Linked DNA regions of Canis lupus: region 2 is linked to region 1. Evidence: chromatin contacts called from public Hi-C data. All regions are on one chromosome and are shown on one strand. The core of a region is the stretch at or near the end of the contact, and the rest is flanking DNA. Distances in the headings are between cores, read along the strand shown.

Region 1 (5,211 bases), core at 2,270-4,769:
GGCTCTATTTTTTAAACAGTCACACACATGGGTACTAAGCAGCAAAGTACTCACACACAGTGACATCATTCTGAAGTATTAGAATGTGTCACCAGAATTGTTTTCCTGTGCAGATAATGTAACCCGACTACAGATAGTGACGTGTGTTTGTGTGTGTGTGTGTGTGTGTGTGTGTGTGTGTGGTGTCCTGTCAGGGAGAAAAAAAGCACTTGTAAAATTCTTAGAAACTGAAAATGCATCAGTGAATAGGCCTTTATGTTGGATATTTATGGGGAATTTGGTTTGTTTTCTGATTCTGTTTCAACTTTTAAGGAGCACCGTTAATGTGATTAATTAGCAAGAATTTATTGACTTGAAAAATCTCGACAGCCAAACATATATGATTTTTTTTAAATGTATTTTTTCAGGTGAAACTATAAACTGGAGGCCTAATTAAGACCTGCTGTTTCCTGAAATTTTGTGTGCATAGCTCTGGGAAGGAAAGTTGCATGGAACTTTACTTGAAGGGGTACATGTAATCTTAAGAGAAAAATCCCAGCATTCTATTCACGTCTCTCAGACGTAGCCCTTACTTAAGAGCCATGGGGAATTTATGTCCGTGGTAAACATGAAAGCCTGCGATGGAACTTGCTTAAGGAAAACTCAAATCAGCTCAAACGTCATGAGTTGAAGACTTCAGTTGTTCCTAACCAACATTTCCAAATGTTCTCTTTAACACCATGATGAATCATGCAAATTTAGGGGTTTGGTTTTTTTTTTTTTTTTTTACATTTTCTTACATGTTTTCTTCCCATTACTTTGCTAAGGATGAAAGTCTAACAAGAGAGAGCAAATCCACTTGCAAGAAATATAACACCACAAGAGTATTTGGTGTAAAAGATTTGACTTCCGATGAAATTACAAAAGGTCTAAACTGAACTGATTTCTGACTGGTACCCGCATCACCTACTTTATTAGAAAAATCTGCATGTCTTTCCTAATGCTGCCTTTCCATTAAGTAGTTCCAATGTAGACTTTAACTTGAAAGAATAAAGGAATGTACATATTTCTAAAACTTGTGAAAGCTTCATCAGTTTAGCAACATATTTATATGGCTTTTCCACAAAAGTCACTGTCCAGTGGTGATAAACTTCTGAAATCAGAATTGTTTCAAAATAATAATGCTTTTTACTCAAAAGAAATTTTCTTCTACTGCCTCAGGTAGCAAATGTGAACTACTTACAACTGGAGAACAGAACCAATCTTAGTTGTCATTCAGTTAGACATTCTGAACTGATAGTTTTGCAAACATTAAATTGTAAGGAGTTGGGGGGAAGTTACAGAATTTTTTTAAAATTTTATATATTTTTAAAAGCCATGTTGTGAAAAAGAAACTTTCCCAGCTTGCAAATCTTCACCAAGAAACAAGTTATTTCCTTTAGATAACACACTAAGTATCAGGTCATAAAGGATCAACTAACCATTCACAGTCCCAGTGCGTAATTCTGTAGCCTGAAAGCTTGGCAAAGCCAAAACACTTACAGATAATACCCAACACAAAAGCCCCTTTTTCCACTTCATGGGAAGAGCTGCAGTATGTGCCTTCGTAAATGTGGAGGGGGTTAGAGGGTCTTCCTTGCCTTAATAATACTGTACAGTGCATTTGTCCAATAGCTCTTGCCCCCAGAGGTCTTGGTCATTTCCTATAGAGATTCTCTGACCCCCTGCATGGCCTACAAATAGGAACATCTGTGGTTGCCTTATCTCCTGACACACAATTTGGCCTCCTTGGCTTCACCTTGTTGTACTCCTACTTGATGGCAGACGCAACCAGGCTCTCACTTGGGAGCTCAAAGCCCCAGGCCACACAAGGGCAGAGCAGCCACGTCAGAGCTGCTCCTGGCACCAAGGAAAATTATTTGCCCCGAGAGGCAAACACAGCCCAGGCAGTGTCCAGAGTCTCAATCCCTCTCTTCTATGTTATAAAAGGCCCTATTGTAGAAACACAAATCACTCAGAGATGGCATGTACAATGTCTAATCACTTAATAGCTACTGGTCACCCACTGGGTAAGGGCCGCAAACTAGACGCTGTCTGTAACCTATTTACTGGAGGAAGGCAAGGGAGTATATGACATAAATTTACATTCATCTCCTGTTCTAGCCCCTCACTCCATGGCAAACACACACTCTTTGAGCAAGTAGAAAACCACAATAATAATAGTGGTGCAACCATTTGGATCTGTGAGCAGCAAGCAAGGTAAAGGATAGAACACAAGCTTGGTATTCATGGAAAACCTAGTTTTGAATCCTGCCTCTGTAATTAATCAGTTAATCACTGTGTGACCTTGGGAAGCTCACCAAATCTCTTTGGAATTCTCTTTCCTTGCTTGCAAAATGAAAAGAATATCTACATCATAAGTGCTGCAAAGAACACTTTTTCTAGGATGCAGAAATACCAAAGGCTGTATGTGGCACAGAGTAGGCATGGGTCAGTATTAGTTTCCTCCTCAGATCTAGAATTCTAAGGTATCTTCCATATATTACTTTATTTGATCCCTACACAAATCTTACTCATAAATATTTTAATCTCAGAGGCAGGATTTTCGGTCTCTGGATTTCTTGTCATTTCCTTTTAGGAAACTCTGTCGACAAGATACACTAGTTTTCTCCAATCATTACCTCTGTTCTTTGGTGAGTTTTACAAAGTACCTGAAGAAATAGAAAGGGTTAATTTTATTCCCATGTTCCAGATGTCTTCAGCACCTCAGTAATACACTAAGAACAGTAAGTCTTTTTAATGAAAGTGAAAGGTACGCATTGTACTTAAATCTGGAACTTTCTCCCCCTGAAGAAATGCTGTCACTGGGACTGCCGTCCGCCCGTTTAGGCAGGGTGAGATATGTTTTTGCTCAGGTTTGCCTTTTTTTTTCAGCACATTTTCAACCAACTGCAGTGGGTATCCAAGCAGTTAAAACTACATCAGCACTAATAGCTATGAGCTCATCTTGTATAAAGACATTTTTAGTTAAACACCACAATCTTGGGGGGGAAAAAAGTTAGCGTGCTTAACCAAGCTGGCTTGGAATAGCTCACAATATGACGCATACCACAGGAAATAGAGTGGTATGAGGCACCTACAAAATATTTTTCAAACAAGTCATTGACGCTGTAAGCCCCATGCCTCGGCTTTAGGAAGTCACTTATTAAGAATCAACACCAGCCGTGCCAAGCTAAGCTTTTGCTGTTGGTGATTTTCCAATTGAATATTCAGGGCCCTGTCTCAGTCTTGTTTTCGGGGGAGTACATGCCTGGAATGTTAGCAAGCTATTTGCTGGAAAAAATGCCCACAACAGGCCCAATGTTGATCACATTAATGCGTTTGAGTGGGTATAGAGTGCAAATGATTGAAAATGCTTCCAGATCCCCGTTGCAGGGGACAAAGCAGGCTCTGTTCTCTGATCTGATGGTCATTTTTTTTTCCAGCGGAGGATGTGGTGCAGGCAGAGGGAAGAGTGCCAATCTCTGTCTAATGGTTCCAAACAGGGTCTGGGCCTAGCTCTCTGGATGCTGATGAGTGGGAAATGAAACACAGATGGGTCAGATGGGTAAGGAGAGGGGGATTACAGGTCAGGCCCAAGAGTTGGGATAAATCAAGTGCTTATGAGGTGCAGAATGGCACATTGTTTGAGTGAATGGACAGGGAAAAAACATTCCAGCATTGTTCAGGCCAGTGAGTGAACCCTACGTTCTTCTTCCCAGACCAACACAGGCCACGGGGAGCCTCATCGTCAGGACGCATGTGAGCAACAAACCTAAATGTAGCCAATCGGGGCCTGAAACATTCTTCTATGTTCCAAAAAAGCCAATTTTGTTTTATTACACGTGAGATGTAATTTACTGGGAGAAATGTTTGGGTTCATGTGCCAGATCATAGAGAGTCAGATTTGGGGTTCCCTGGGGATCTCTGAGGAGAAGGTGAGTAACCACAAATTAATAGAGCAGGGAAATAAAGTGACAAAAGAAATGTTTCATTGTGCCTGAAATATTGAACCAATTTCCCCCTTTTTAGCCTTTTAAACTTTTGCTCGCAAATCAAAGAGTAGTTCAGCACGGAAAACTCTGCAGAAGCCTGTAGTGCCTGATAACAACAAAGAAAAACTCGATATTCTTTCCTCAGTTTTACGTGTCTTTATAACATAGGAAAATGTAGTGATAAGCAGCTTTTTCAGACTATTAGAAAATAATCCAAACAACTAGATTACTAAAACAAAAACAAAAGCAGAAAACCAAAACAAAGCCCCGATAACCATAATGGATTTGTCCATTTTGTGTTCTAGGTGTGAAAAATCTAGATGAGAGAAATCATGAAATCCCAAAGTATACACAAGTCAGATTGTTTTAATGTGAGGTAATCATAAGATGGGTCAGAGGAAGTGTTTTAATAAGGGAACAAAACCAATGGGATGTGAGGACAGAAAGTGCCACACCGGGGAAGAGACCTGAGGTCCTAGTGGCCAACAGAATCAGAAAGAGTGGAAAGCTCGGAATTAATGGTTTCTTTTTTAGAGTGACAGAAATTATTTTCAGAAATTTATTTTCCTACCAGCCGGGTTTCCACTTTATGGACTTGACCTTTAACAGAATATCCCACAGGCAAAGCTGCAGACAGTGGTTGTCCGCAGTCACTGGGGTGCTCACGCTGTGAAGTATGAAGAGCTGCTCAGTTTGCTGATGGGCGCACCGCAGCTCCAGAGACAGCGGGGATCCCTTCAAACTGCTCGTCTAGGAAGGCTTGGTGCAGATCTCCAAAAGTCCAAGCGTTTTCATTGTTATTACTTTAATAAGTTGATTCAGTGAGTGATAGTGACATGCATATGCGTATGTCATCTTATTGTCCAATTTAAGGCCATTTCAAAACAAATAGCTGTACTATTTATAATTTAAAAATATTACTGTTTCCCCTGATCTTCCCCCCTCCAAAACTTTTATTATTCTTGTTTTTGGAGTCTTGGAAAGGAACCCCAGGACTAAGTAATCAGTTTGTAAAGCAAATTGTTAAAACAACCATGGTATAAGCATCAATATTAAGAGTTGAAGGGGAGGGGGGAAGCAAGAACTACAGAAAAATGTGTAAGCTTGTGCCCTAAAAAAACATAAAACTGTTATTCATGGAAAGAAGGGCAGACCCATAAGAAATTAATATCTGGTTTGGGTAATTTGCTATTTTCTT
Region 2 (5,288 bases), core at 1,680-4,179, 300 kb before region 1:
ACAAGCACATACATAAACAGCATTTCTCTCTGGGATTATAACGCATTAAGTAACATTTGGAGCACAATATATTGTTCTATACATTTACATCTGAAAAAAAAATAATTTCACTAAATAAAATAAACGATAAAGACGGAGTCACGAAGGACCCAGCAGGTTCTTGTTTTTATCTGGTGCTCGAGGTATAGGTTACATGCTCTTCCAGTCAGCAGGCTGGAGGCTGTGAGGACAGGAAGGAAGAGCTAAATTACATGGGATTCTAACTCAGGAAAGAGAAGTATACATTCCTAGGTTCTTGCCCATCGACTCAATAAAAATAAGGCGCTCTGACTAGCCGGAAGCTCCTCATTTAAATTCCCAGTTTATGCTTTGATTCAGAACAGTGTGTCTCCGCAAAGTTCCTGCGGGGCTGGGAGGGAAACGCGGGCACCAGTGTCTCCGAAGGAGCAGCCGCTGGGTGCAGGGGTTTGAGAAGACGGAGAGAAGGCGTGTCCTCCACCTGCCGCGCCCGGGACCTGCCGCCCTCCTGCGGGCAGCGAGCTCCCCACCAGCCGCGCACACCTGGCCTCGGCCCCCACCTCCTCCCCATTGCGCAGCGCCGGGGTTCTCTCGAGCCTCGGGACCTCCTCTCGGATTCCAAACGGAATGCGTCCCAGGAGGTGGCAGGGCAAGCTGGCTGTCCTCGATCATCGTGAACCAGCCGGCCTAATGCACACTTGAAGCTCCCCGGCCTGAACTCGCCCGGTCCTGGGGTGGATAGGAGGCCGCCCGGGCCCCGACCCCGCGCCGGGCGGGCGCCCCCTGGTGGCCGCACGGGCCGTAAACGCAGCGGCGCCCGCGTTCACCCCGAAGCTCAAAGGACCTGGGCGTCGGGCGAGCTGCCCGGGCCGGGGAGAGGCCGGGTAGTTAGTCCCTTGCCCTCAGCCCCAGGGACACGCCGGAGCGGGCCGACCTAGCCTCGTGCACCCTCACCGAGGGGTGGGGGGTGGGGGGCGGGGGGCGTAGGCCAACACCCGGAAATCACGCATGCCACTTCCCCTGCCATCTCTTGTTCCAAACCCAGGGCGAGTGGGGAGAGCCCTAGAGAAACATGGAGAAGGCAGGGCGAGAGCGCAGCGCGGCGGGGAGCGCGCCCGGGGCGGTCTAGACACGGCAGCGAGTGCCGGAGTAGCTGCAAACGGGTGTGAGCTGGAGCTGCCCCCGGTTCTGCAGAAGAAGGCAGCGCGCCTTCCCCGCGCTATTGCAAGAACCCTCACCCCGCACGAGGGCAGGTGCTGTTCGGGAGGCTTGGCCGTACTTCCCTGCAAAGTGGAAACAGTCCGTAAATTATTAGAATCCAGGAGCATCAGGAGTGTGTGTGTGTGTGTGTGTGTGTTGGGGGGGGGGTCATTTCCCACCGGTGCGCCCACGTGCAAGCACGTTTCTTAAGTAAATGAACGGCAGTTAGAGCCCTGCGTACCTACGCGTTTTCTATCTTATTTCTCCTTTTTTTTTTTTTTTTTTAAAGTGGGAGCATACAGACCACCTTCGAAACGTACAAAAACAGGAGCTTCTTGGGAAATGCTCTAGGTGACAAGGGCGAGTCAGAAATGACGGCGGCCTTTTGGCTAAGCGGAGGGACTCTGCCGGGAACAGCGAGCCCCGGACCGTTTCAGGAGCCCGGCGTGTCGACCTTGAGTCCCCGTGTAGGTGATTAACGAATTTTTAAAAAGGCTCCGACCGCAGAGTTCCCTTCAGCTAGTGCGTCCAACAGCAGATCTTCCATCGCTTAGCTAAGTCTCCGTGGAATAAATACATACATACATACATACATGAATAATAAATAAATAAATAAATAAATAAATAAATAAATAAATAAATAAATAAATAAAATCCGACACTAAACTGAAAACTACAGAGTGAGTCCATCAATGGCCAGTCTCGGTCGGGGCACAAAGTGCTGGAGCCCCGAAGCTGCATTCCGCGCCTCCGGTCCGCGGCTGCGAGGCGGGGGAGGCGGCTTGCGCTGGTGCCTGGTGTATAATCGGGTTAATCCAGGAGACAAAGAATAAACCAACAGCCCTCCCACCTCACTTCCCGCTCCCCTTCCCCTCCCCCCGCTCCTCTCCGCGTCGCCCCCTCGAGGGGGAACCGAAAAGGGGAGAGAGGTGGGCCGGAGAGCGGATCCCGAGGAAACTCTCAGAACCTGCACCTCGTTGTTTTCGTGCCAGCACAGCACTGCGTGGCCCGGGTCGGGCTTGGCCGTTCCCTTCCCCTCCCCCTTTCCCAGGGGCGAGGAGAAAGTGCCCCAGGTCGGGTCCGAGCCCGCGGCTCGTCCTCGCGGCCTCCGGGGAAACCTTCGGGTCGGGGTTTCCGTGCAACTAGGCAGAGTGAGCCGCCGTGCCCGGCGCGGCCCCGCGGGCGCCCCGCGCGCCGGCGCCCGGGCGGCAGGACCGGCCTGGGGACGCGCGGGGCGGCGCGGTTGCCCTTTTGAATGCCTCCTGCGGCTCGGAGCGCTGGCGGGCGCTGAAGTGTGAGTGAATGTAGCCCCGCGGAGCCAATGAGCTGGGACCGGATGCGATATATCCTCTGGGACAACAACTGCTCTGTTCCGCCTCGGATCCACATGACGCCATTTACTGCTGCCGCGGCCGCCGCAGAGCTCGCTGCCTCCGGAAAGACGAGGGCGCAGGCCAACGGCGAGCCCCCCCGGCCGGGCCCCAGACCCGCCCCCCCCGCCCCCCCGCCCCCCCGCCCCCCGCGCCCCCGCCGCCCCCGCCTCGGCCTCGCCGCCGCGCCTCCACAACGCCCAGTCTGCAGCGCTGAGAGCCGCGCGGCGCAGCGCGAGCCGAGCAGAGGGGCCGGCGGAGCGCGCAGCGCCCAGGCCCCCGCGCCCGCGCCCGCGCCCGCCCGGCCCGGCCCGCGCCCCCGCGCCGCCTCCGCCTCCGCCTCCGCCTCCGCCTCCGCCTCCGCCCGGCCGCCGCCGCACCGCTTGGCCATCTGGCTTTAGACTCTCTCCGAGGCGGCTTTCTTTTTCCCCTTCGCTCGTCCGCCGGGAAAGGAGACTAGCCGTTGGCGCTTCGGCCTCCAGTTCATTGAGAAAAAGGAAATACTCCGCGTGCGTTTCTAGAAGGGGGGTCGCCCCCAGCCGCGAGCCCCGGAGTGAGTGCTTGCTGCTCATCGGCTGGGGACTTGGCTCCGGATTTTCCTCTCCTTTTTTTTCCTCCCGCCGATTGCTCGGAACTTGGAGCGAAGCAGAGTTTGGAAAGAAGGCGGGGGGGAGGGGGGGGAGTTTGCATCGGGGCTGGATTTTATTTGCACATCGCAGGAGGCAGCGAATCCAACGGAGAGGGGTTGGTGCAAAGCCGCGATCACGGTGAGGCACGTTTGGCTCTTCCCCTCCTGGCGCCTTGGCCGGCGCGTTGTGGGCAACATGGAGTAGGTGCAGCCGGACCCGGAGAGGGGTCCGTCTCCACTCAGGCCTCCGTTTCTCCAGCCCCGCAGGTTCCCGGCGGGGACCCCGGGGAGCTGCCCGGCCCCGGGCCCGGCCTGGCTCGGCGGGGGCTGCAGCGCGCGGGGTCGGGCGTCCGCAGCCCCAGGACCCCAGGCGCCCGCGCTCTGGGGGGTTGGGGCGGCCGCGGAGTCGGCGCGGAGAGCGGGAGACGGAGGCGGAACACTTTGTGTGTTCCAGGTCCCCGCCGTAGGCGCCCGCATTTCTAACCTGTTCTTGGGGGGGGGGGGCAAGCCCTGGGCGACAGGGTCCCGGGGCAGGGGCGCCAGCGGGACGGAGGGCGCGCGAGTCGCTCGCCTCCGGGGGCAGCGGGAGCCGCCGGTGAAGCCTGGGCAGGGGCCGGGGCCGGGGCCGGGGCCGGGGAGGGGGGCCGGGCCGGGCCGGGTGCGAGCGTCCCCCTGCCGGGCGCCGGGGCTGCGGTTCGGAAGTGCAGCTTTCTCCTTTTTCCGTTCTCCGCGGTCGGCCTGGGTCACACTTGTTTTATTTTTGGAAGATTGGGCGGACCTAGCACAGGAAGAAAGTCCTCGAGCGGTCGCTATCGTTTTCCATTACCTGAAAATAGGTGGCAAAAGAGGTTAGGGTTTTTGGTTTTTTGGTTTTTTGTTTTTTTTAATTTACTTTGATGGGCTGATCTACTTTTTTGTTGCTGTTGCTGCTGCTGCTGCTGCTGCTGCCTTGAATTCGGAATCTTGTGCGTTTTTACCAAGCGGTTTCTGGGTCTGCCCCACCCTCGTGCTGAAGTCCTTGCCCCTTAGTCCTTAAGTCCGATCACACACTTCTTCATGGGGGTTTCTGAGCACTTTCGGGGTGGGGGGTAGGGGAGCGAGGGGGGTGGGCGGCGGGTGCTCTGGGTGCGAAGGAGGCTAGGAATGGGCAGTGATCATTTTCGATTAAACACACACACACACACACACACGCACACACACACCACCACCCCTTTCAAAGATGCTGCTCTGCACTGCGAGCAAATCTTGGCGGAAAGTTTCCAGCCTAGGGATCTGCGTCCTGCACGCCCTGTGCAGTGGGGCCCTGGGACTTGACCTTTCTTTAAAAAGCAACTTTCCTTTCACTTTTTTCTCTCCGCCGGAAAGGAGATGGGGTGTGCAGACTGCAGCCGGTGCCCCCTGGGTCAGTGCCTGGTAGAGTCGCCCAGGGTGCGTGGCTTGTGTGCTCGGTCCCGGCAGCGTGTCTAAGGCATGGCTTTCGGCGCCAGGGCTTGAACCCTGTGCCGGACGTTCGCTGGCCTTTGCCAGGTGGACCTGCAAGTGGGCTGCGGGACCTCTGGGTGCCTGGGGCCGGGGTGGCTCCCTCCTGGAGCTGGAAGGCAGTTCTCTGGAGTGGGGGGTATGTTAGCCTGGAGGTGGGGGGGGGAGTGTGCCCCGGCGTTTGCAGGCACGTCCCCTTCGGAGGCGCCCGCACACCCCACCCCCGCCCCCGCCCCCGCCTTCTAGTGCGTCTTGAGGTTGTGTGCTGGGGGGAGGGCAGCTTGGCCTCTGGGCTGTGTCAGTCTCCCCGGGGAAACGTCCCCCGGGGCTCCGACTGTGTCCCACCTGCTGGGGACGGTGTTGGGACGCAGATAGAGCCGATACACGGAGTGAAAGCAAAGATCGACGTTGTCTTGTCTGCCTTTCTGTTGGGAGATCCGGTTTCCAGCTCTACCTTCTTCCGAGTTGGGAGGCGTGTGTCACCTGCCTGTGTCTCTTAACAAAAATCGGAGACTGGATAAAGGTCCACTTTTGCCCGTTTTTGTTCATTGTAGACTTGGCAAAGGGGTGTGTGTGTGTGTGTGTGTGTGTGT

The links. Hi-C and Micro-C count contacts between places; a contact is called where the count stands out from the background.
Region 2: a contact with region 1 is called in a Hi-C map of amygdala, with 6 times the contacts expected there. The contact joins the promoter of SPRY2 here to the enhancer-like site in region 1. A contact is called at or near these places in 2 of 9 Hi-C or Micro-C datasets (amygdala and skin fibroblasts).

What each region holds. Positions count from the first base shown.
Region 1 is chr22:33,170,184-33,175,394 of UU_Cfam_GSD_1.0, reverse strand. The region is part of intron 2 of LOC119865142 (a long non-coding RNA gene); the gene reads left to right. Among named protein-coding and RNA genes, the nearest start is that of SPRY2, 300 kb to the left of the region's middle. Within about 2 kb of position 3,519, at least 4 of the 20 cell types and tissues checked have an H3K27ac peak or open chromatin away from gene starts, as enhancers often do.
Region 2 is chr22:33,466,857-33,472,144 of UU_Cfam_GSD_1.0, reverse strand. It overlaps SPRY2 (protein sprouty homolog 2), which reads left to right and starts at 2,929. Exons shown (of 2, transcript XM_038569857.1): 1 at 2,929-3,355.